Regions from separate parts of the Bombyx mori genome. Here region 1 is linked to region 2. Evidence: chromatin contacts called from public Hi-C data. All regions are on one chromosome and are shown on one strand. The core of a region is the stretch at or near the end of the contact, and the rest is flanking DNA. Distances in the headings are between cores, read along the strand shown. Region 1 overlaps LOC101742394 (monocarboxylate transporter 14). Region 2 overlaps LOC101742255 (monocarboxylate transporter 14).

Region 1 (4,724 bases), core at 534-3,033, 38 kb after region 2:
CTACTGGTCCGATTTGGAAAATTCTTTCAGTGTTAGATAGCCCATTTATCGGCTGTAGGCTATATAACATCACGGTAAGACCAATACAAGTGGGTGTATGATTAGGAATTCAATGGAATTTTGAATTAAAATTGATAGATATTCGAATAGATGAAATTTCGAAACATTTATTTACATTCGATCATAGTGGAGTAAAATTATAACTATTTTGCATTCTTATAGTACCAGAACTATCCTAGCCCATCAAAGGTCTCAGAGCAACTCATTTCAACTATTTCTATAGGGACAGCAAGCGCTTGACATATTTCCAGTTTGGTTCATTTCTCAATGAAACACCGAAAATACATCTAAATTATTTGAAACATAATGAAGATGTGATTGCACAAACGAACCTACTAACAACAGAAACAAGTATTTGCTTAATAAATCGCTTAAAACTATTATGATAAAGCTTTCTCCTCCTCTAATCGATCGCTCATTACTGACCATAGTGATACGCCCGCCTGAGACATTTTCTTGGGAGTTGTAGCCACTTAGGCCGGTCAGCGACACAGTGAAGTGTGTCGCTCAATTTCATGCCCAGGTGCTCGGACACTTGATCAGTCCATCTTTTTGACTCTGACCTCTGTATCGTCTTATAAAGCTTAGCTTTCAGTCATCATTCTCCTGCTCTTCTCCCAGTCACCTGGGGTCGGCGCAACATGTTTTCTCCTTCCATACTCCTCTATCATATATCATTTTTTCGCTCACTCCCCTATTACACATACCGTCTTTCACGCAAACGATCCATTTTTTCTTAGGTCTACCTATTCCTCTAAAGCCTTCCACATTCATAGTTAACACTGCCTTAACCACTTAGCTTAGCTTTCAGTAATTTAGTAAGCCCAATAACATGCTTGCCAATTTTGTAATTACTTAGCTACAAATTCAAAATTAGTCACATTTTTATGTCCACACTTCTACTTGCGTTGGAAGGCAAATAAGCTGCAGAAGGCCGAGTAATTGGTGTTGTTAATGGACATCATGTAGCTGCTTACACTACTACCGGCCTAATTAAATAAAAATCAAATTCCTTACCTCGTTTATTATTATCTTGATTCTCATCAAAATTATTTTTTCCATGTAATTCACATATATCTGAATACGTCCTTTGCACATTTTTGGGTTCGGCGTACAGTGGATAGTCCTCAATCCTAGCTTCTCTTTTTAGCCGTCTCTTATTCGAGTTCAAAGCGAACTTTGGGTATTTAACTTCGATTTCGTACTCTTTACCGATTGTTTTAATTAAAGTTTCTAGTGCGGATAACGATATCTGTAACATTCAAAATATTTATCTCGAAGTGTACCACAGCAACTAGGAAGGCTCGGTAACCAGGAGAGGGGAAGTGAAGGAAACATTAATTCAAGAGTCTGCCCGCCAAAAGGATTTCTATCGCATAAAAAACACCGGATTAAACGACAAAGATTCTGCTTAACAATCACGGCTCTATTGTTGAGCACGTAGATGCTAAAATGGCATAAAACGAAAAAGCTTGCGTAGCGGTAGGCAGCAGCTTGGTTCTGCCCCTGGCATTGCTGAAGTCTATGGGCGACGGTAAGCACTCACCATCAGGTAGGCCGTATGCTCGTCTGACTTCAAGGGGAATAAAAATAAAAAACACACACATAGGCTGTAAAACGGCACTCATATAATATTTTCTTTTGATATCCAAACGTACACAGCGCACTAATTGTTCAGCAAAATCCCGACATAAAATCCGACATTACATACGTTATCAGTAAACCACTATCTATTGTACAAACAACGGTGATCGCGATTTTATTGACGTCTGCAACTATGCCGCTGAATCGACTCTCGTGTTTTTGTAAAAATAATTCAATACAAGTCATTAGAAACGTTCGTATCAAAAAAACTAAATATGTGCCTTTTTAAAAACAATCGGAAGGCAACCCAAATGTTTGTCGTTAGTCAAACGCAAAATTCTTCCTTACTTACAACCCTAGCAGCAGTACTTTCGGTAGGCAGTAGCTTGGCTTTGCCCCTGGCATTGCTGAAGCCCATGGACGACGGTAACCACTCACCATCAGGTGGGCCGTATGCTCGTCCGCCTACAAGGGCAATAAGTAAAAAAAATCACATTGCGTAGTTTTAATAGTCTAAGAACAGTATAGTGCTAGCCATCATAGAGTAGAATAAATAGCAAAACCCTGAATCGCGCTAACAGCATTTGTAAGATAAGCTTGTCTAAATAAAAGTTCCGAACAACACTCGTTCGGTTGAAGGTCTTTCATAAACAGCAGACATTGAACTCTTTTTCAGTTCAATAACATTTTCTTCACTATTTGTTATCCGATTTTTCTTTGGTACCTATTTTGTTATTAGCTTTAGTGTTATTAGTTAGTGTTAGTCGTCGCGGCCTAAAGGATAAGACGTCTGGTGCATTCGTATCTAGCGACGGTATTTAAATCCCGCAGGCCACAGGTACCAATTTTTCTAATGAAATACGTACATAACAAATGGTCACGATTGACTTCCACGGTGAAGGAATAACAGCGTGTAATAAAAATCAAACCCGCAAAATTATAATTTTCGTAATTACTGAATATTATATTGAGTAGTCACGGTCGAGCATCGACCGCTACACACAAACAAAATAATTAAAAAATGCCATGCCCAGACGATATTATCATAATACCATATTTTTATTTTAGATCAATGCCTACAAATAGCGCTGTTTCTGGCCTTGCTGACGTCCATCAGCGACGGTAACCACTCATCATCATGTAGGCCTTAGCTCGGCGCCCTACAGTGGCCCGAAGGCCTGGCCAGCCTGGATGGGCGAGCACGGACTCGGAGTTTTGGATTTCAGTGAAGTGCCCGAACGCTCCCACGCGATGTAAGCCTAGTGCTGTATATGTTACGGTAAAAGTAGATATTGCAGCAAATGGTGTACATTTATTTATTTATTGCTTACATGGTTGGAAGAGCACACAGCCCACCTGGTGTTAAGTGGTCACTGGAGCCCATAGACATCTACAACGTAATTGCGGCAGGGTGGTAGTACCTACCCTTGCGGACTCACAAGAGGTCCTACCAGCAGTAATTACGCAAATTATAATTTTGCGGAATTGATTTTAATTACACGATGTTATTCCTTCACCGTGGAAGTCAATCGTGAACATTTGGTAAGTACGTATTTCATTAGAAAAATTGCCTGCGGGATTCGAACACCGGTGCATCGCTCAACACGAATGCACTGGACGTCTTATCCTTTAGGCCACGACGACTTCAAATCCATCCATTTTATCCATCTAAGCCCTAAGCAATAAAAAAAATCGAACACTAGGTTATATAATACAATTGTTTTTACCTTATCATTTTGAGTAGAATACGTCGGAAGATCCACCACAGATTTCGACCTTGGTCTACCCGAAGTTTCTGGCAAAAAAACAATTTTCTGTTGCCTTATGGTTTCTGCTTCTTGTCTTATCACAGTCTCTGGGGATACTCCTCGTTTTATCAGTCCCTCCATGAATTTACCTCTCGTTGGAGAATCAGCCTCTTGGCCGTGATGATTCGAAATTGACAAAGTACTGGAGTTTCTCGTACTCTTCATATCTTTCATTCTTTGTCTCTTCTGTTCTATAATCCACCATTCGGGATCACGCATCACACAGCCACAGACGCATAGATTCAGCAGTGTCCCAGAAAGCAGTAATATGGTTCCCCTCCAGCCGTATTCATCAATGAAATATTGGGTCATTGGGGCGTAAACGAATGTTCCCACACCAGTACCACATGCCCCAAGACCTACAGCTAAATTCCTCTTCTTTTCAAACCAATAGGCGATTGATACGACGGCTGTGACGTAAACCAGACCCAATCCAAGTCCAGCGATCACACCAAAAGTGATCATCATCATTTCTAAAGTTGTCGAGATTGATGCCAACACAAAGCCTAATGTCGATATAATTCCACCGAGTATTGTCATGCTTCGACAACCATATCTGTCTACTAAAGCACTCATCACTGGTCCCGACAGTAATGGCACAGCAATGAACAGACTCCCGATCCAGGCGGTCGTTGATTTGCTGGCCTGAAATTCCTCTAAAAATTCTATGTATAGCAAACCAAAGGAGAAGCTGATGCCGTCAGCTATCATGGATATCACGAACGACGAGAAAACGACCACCCAGCCCCATCCTCCGTCTGGAATGGACACTTTATCATCTCCAGCGACCGATCTATCAAAGTCAACGTCTTCATCGGCTGGATTTTCAATTATTTTGACATGATTATTATTATTCCTTTTGGTTTTATCGTTGAATTTAAATAGAACCGCTTCTTTGCTGCTTATTTCCAAATCGGGACTAGAGAATGAAGTTGTACCAATGCTGGTCGTGTCTTCTTCTCCTTTACCGAATCCAGAAGTGGATTCTGATAGAAGAGACTCGCGTACGACGTCATTAGTATCTTTGGACCTGGGCGTCCTGCTGCGCTTCAAGACAAGGCCACATTCATCCTCCATCGTTTATGGTAAGCTAAACAAAAGGCTGCTACGATACTTGATATAATGGTCCTTAAGTTCTTAATCTTGGGTCCCTTGCTGAGTACCTAGTGGCTTGATGAGCCACGTTTTGTTTCAATGCGCTCTGGTTGGGTACCATTAAAGTGTATTTCTGGGTGACGTCACCCATGCAGGCTTGGTGGTGTTACGCGGCGT
Region 2 (4,374 bases), core at 813-3,312:
ACACACTTCGAAAACACACATTACCACCGGCCAGCTGTAGCCTTTATATCTCTTCATTGATATACCGCTATATTGATGGTGAAACAAAAATACTTTTTAACGACCTTTGTAGACATATGAGTACACGGCCCAACTTGATTGGTCACTATTGCCCAATGGACGTTAGCAATGGCAGGGGTACAGGCAAGCCAAATACTAGCGTTGAGGAATCTCCTAAAATTTCGCTTCAAAAAGAATGTGTCACAGCGACGGGAAACATTAAAAAAATAAAGTTCCAAAGTATGATGGTACATGATAAAAAAACCTCTGCAAACGTACTGTGGATGAACTGTTCCACTATAGATAAACTATGTTCTTGTGTATATATCCTATATTATACGCTTTATATCAACTTCACTTGTATGTATGTTTGTATGTTTGTAACTGACTCCTTTAGATGCGATTTTGACCCACTTTAAACAGCCAGATTTCATTCAAACTCTGTAAATTTAACGAGGACCGATGACAATTCAATATTTAAAAAAAATTGGAAAAATAAAATTGAAAAAAATTATTGAACAAATTGAAATTCAAATAACAAATTTAAAATAAATAATAGTTTAAAAAAACTAAAAAACACGTTTTATATAAAATTCAACTAAAAAATAGAAAATAAATTAAAATTGAAAACAGTAAAAAAAAAATTTTTTTTTATTGTAAAAAAAGCGTGGAGTGCATGGTGTTATTAGTTATACACAATATTTTTCTGACAGATGAGTCGACTATTATCAAAGCCGGCAATCTGACTTTTGGACAATGATTGGTAAATCAGAAAAACGAATTATTGACTTTGTATTCCATTGGCAGTCACAAAACTCTTCGGAACGACATCTTAGATAAATAACAGGTTAACTATTAACCTTTATTTAATGCAGGTTTTGAACCGTATTCTTTGAAGGAGACGATTATATTCAAATCAATCTGAATTGACATATCAATAAAAAAAATTTGTCCAAATGCACAGATTGCCACCTTTGATAATAGACGACTCAGATATGAGTAGAAGAATTATTATTTCAATAATATCTTAAAAAGCACCCTTAAAAAGCAAAGCATTTTTACTATAATACTTACTATTCCAATTATGGTAGCAATGCCAAAAGTGCTCAGTAACCAAGAGCCGTCTACTTCGGAGTAGCCCCGCATCTGCATGAAACTGGATATGTAGAAGTAAGGTACTATGAACCATATGAACAGCACCAGCGTGGATAAGTTCATCATTAGGAAATGGAACTCCGTGAACATGTTGAAATCAAATGTTTTGTTGATCGTGTCTATTAGTCGTCGTCCCCATGTCTAAAATATAAATAATACATCGTCTTTTATAATACGTCGTCTTTTCGCATTAAAAGTGTACAATTTCCAAAAATAATCGAAATTGAGTTAATACGCGGAATCATTTGGTATCACCAGTATTTTTCTCATAAATACTGTCAAAAGAGTGCAGTTTAGTGTTAGTTTTTTTTTAGTTTACCTATATTTTAACTACTATTAACAAAATTAATACATAATTTTATCTTACTTTAAAAAACAGATAATGTAACTGGTGAAAACTAAAAAATAAATGTTTTAAAGATGATTAATATTAAAAATATCATATGTCAATATGATACAAAACCTTTAAAACACTCTCCTGTAAAATTTTGTAAGTTTTGAGATTATACAGTTTTAATTTTTATTTAATTAATTTAATGCGAGAAGACAATATGTAAGATTCGTGCGAACAGAACCTGAGAGAAAACGGTTAGAAAGGGAGAAAGAGAATAATAAATAAAATCCTGCTGGCTGAGCTTTTGCTCGCCCACCCGTCCTGGTGAAACTGGAAAGGCCTCTGGGCAACAAATATACCTCAATCGTAAAAAAAAAACAATAAATGCGCAAAAGTGAAATAGTTTTAATACAGTTTTAATGCGAGAAGACGACGTGTATGTCGTTTGAAGGCAGAGTTTAGGGTAGCGGTCTACCCCGGAGAACATATCGTGTTGGACTCAGTTTTCAGAAGTCTGTCCGGTCGGTGGAATGAACAACATCTTATGCTCAGCTCGCACGACTCTGCCGAGGTGATGACGTCACCGTCGCTTGCATCTCATTGACAATTCAGCTTCTATACAGGTAACCCTCAAATAACACGGTATTTTACAATACGGTTTCACTCTAAAAAAATCCCCAAAACCTTCTTTAACAAGGTACATGAACCACACGATAGCGAGATTTTCGTTTAAAATTATTTAGAAAATTACTTTTTGCGCTATGAATACACAATACATGGGAATAAATGAAATTTTACTGCGTATTTTCTTATGTTTAAAAGATAAAAAAAACACATAAAGCCTTAGTTACGATGTTTCATTCAGAAAAAATACTCTCCTTTTTGTACTGGCTTCTAGTCTCATACAACACGAGACTTTGCAGAAATGTCTCTGCCTTGTTATAGGAAGGTTACATGTACTATAATAGATCTCTCGGACATATAAACAAAAACAAAAATGATTTGGATCCATTTCTGAAAATGTGACCACTCTGATAAAACCAGTGACAAAAACACAGTGTGTGGGTCAAAAGATCATCAGTCTTTTTGTGATTTGATTTTGTACGCACTATTCTCCATGATCAGTGATTTCCAATTACATGATTTATTGAGACAAAATTACAACGACAAGTAATTAAGATAATGTCAACTAACTTACAGATACGATCGATAAATATAATCGACTAAGAAATTAAACTGATAAGTAAAACGATTTCTTTGTTCACGGATTCAAATAATACGGTAATCGCAATTAACATGCCCGATTACGGAAAACCAATTCTTTTAGTAATGTTCGTATCGCACGTAGATAAGATTCTGAAGATTGACTACTTTTCCAAAGAAAAAAATTCTCTCATATTAGACTGTTTATTAGGAATATGCGACAGAATCTACTGAGGGAGATTTATAATAACAAATCAGGTAGCTTACCTTTTCCTCGTGGTCTTCAACGGACCACATAGAATTTCTATAAATATCTGGACAAGACGACGCACGGAGTTTGTACTTGGCAATGTTCATCATTGCCCCGCGATGCATTATCGAATTCCTGTGCACCCTTATCTCTCTGAAATAATGATGATCGGTTTGGATCTGTCTCGAGAACCAAGCCTGCCGTTCAGCTTTCGGTATTATGACCTTGTTTTCTGGTATCGGTTGCAGTAACTTCTCCTTCACAACGTCCAGCTTAGATGCAAAGTCTTTCTTCTCTTTCTTACTGAGTTTCAGCTTCATGGACATTTTCACTGGTTTCGCTTTGGACGGGGGCGGTTCTGTGGGTAGTTTCTGTTCGGAATTACTCCTTAGTGCAAGTAATGATGGATAATTCTGTAATACTATGTTATAAAGTCGCTTGTTTGATATAAGCTGGTCTAATACTTCTGCTGGTACCTGAAATATAGGCAGTTTAATGATTTAGAGGATCAAAGGTATAAAATTAATTCATTAATATTATGGATCATTTAGTTATGTATAATTTTTTTATGTAGGTATGTCTATGAGTTTTACGGTAATAACTTATGAAAACCACGTCCCTACTGCTTATATATTTTTTGTCATTGTCGCTCTTGCTACATGCGTTTTCAATTATAATACTTATAGTTATAGAACTTTAGTGTAAACAATATTAATAATTTAGGGTACCTTTTCGCTTTGCTTCAAAAACGTAGGTAAATTTATCACTGAGCTAACTTTATGGTTGGAAAGATCCGCATTAGCTTTTGTAGCAGCCTCCAAGCTTTCCGCTTCGGCAATCGACGCGACTAATGCCGTTAGGATATATTCCGGTGTCTCACCACTCTTTATCATTGTCTTAATTTCCTCGACTCCAGGGTACATGGACTCCGCTCCACCAGACTTTGCAGATCTAGCCGAGATCGACATAGAACTGGAAGCTCTCTTTGCCTTACTCAACTGTCTTTGCTTTTTTTGTTCCAGAATCAGCCATTCAGGGTCCCTCATGAGCATACCACACACGCACACGTTTAGTACCGTGCCAGCGAGTAGTAGTAAGGCACCTCTCCAACCGTATTCATCAAGTAAGTAGGTCGTCAAGGGAGAGTAAATAAATGTTCCAAAGCCAACTCCGCACGAGCCGAGCCCGACGGCTAAGTTACGGCGCTTTTCAAACCAAAACGCTATTGATACGACAGCTGTAACATACAATAGTCCCATACCTAATCCAGCCATTATACCATAAGTAACATATAAGACTTCAACGGAATTGCTGAATGATGCAGCAACGAATCCGATTGTAGACGCAACCCCGCCAACTATAGTCATATTCTTGCATCCGTATCTGTCGACTA

Evidence for each region. A called contact is a pair of places that touch in the nucleus more often than the background predicts.
Region 1: a Hi-C map of whole pupa shows a contact between it and region 2, with 3 times the contacts expected there. The contact joins two enhancer-like sites. A contact is called at or near these places in 5 of 7 Hi-C or Micro-C datasets (midgut, an unstated tissue and whole pupa).

The regions. Positions count from the first base shown.
Region 1 is chr17:14,917,463-14,922,186 of ASM3026992v2, forward strand. It overlaps LOC101742394 (monocarboxylate transporter 14), which reads right to left. Exons shown (of 7, transcript XM_004926626.5): 2 at 3,372-4,724; 3 at 1,078-1,312. The coding sequence starts at 4,529. Among protein-coding and RNA genes, the nearest start is that of LOC101742394, 4.4 kb to the right of the region's middle. Within about 2 kb of position 1,784, at least 3 of the 8 cell types and tissues checked have open chromatin away from gene starts, as enhancers often do.
Region 2 is chr17:14,878,754-14,883,127 of ASM3026992v2, forward strand. LOC101742255 (monocarboxylate transporter 14) reads right to left here. Exons shown (of 6, transcript XM_012690786.4): 2 at 3,710-4,374; 3 at 2,999-3,457; 4 at 1,114-1,335. Among protein-coding and RNA genes, the nearest start is that of LOC101742100, 15 kb to the left of the region's middle. Within about 2 kb of position 2,063, at least 1 of the 8 cell types and tissues checked has open chromatin away from gene starts, as enhancers often do.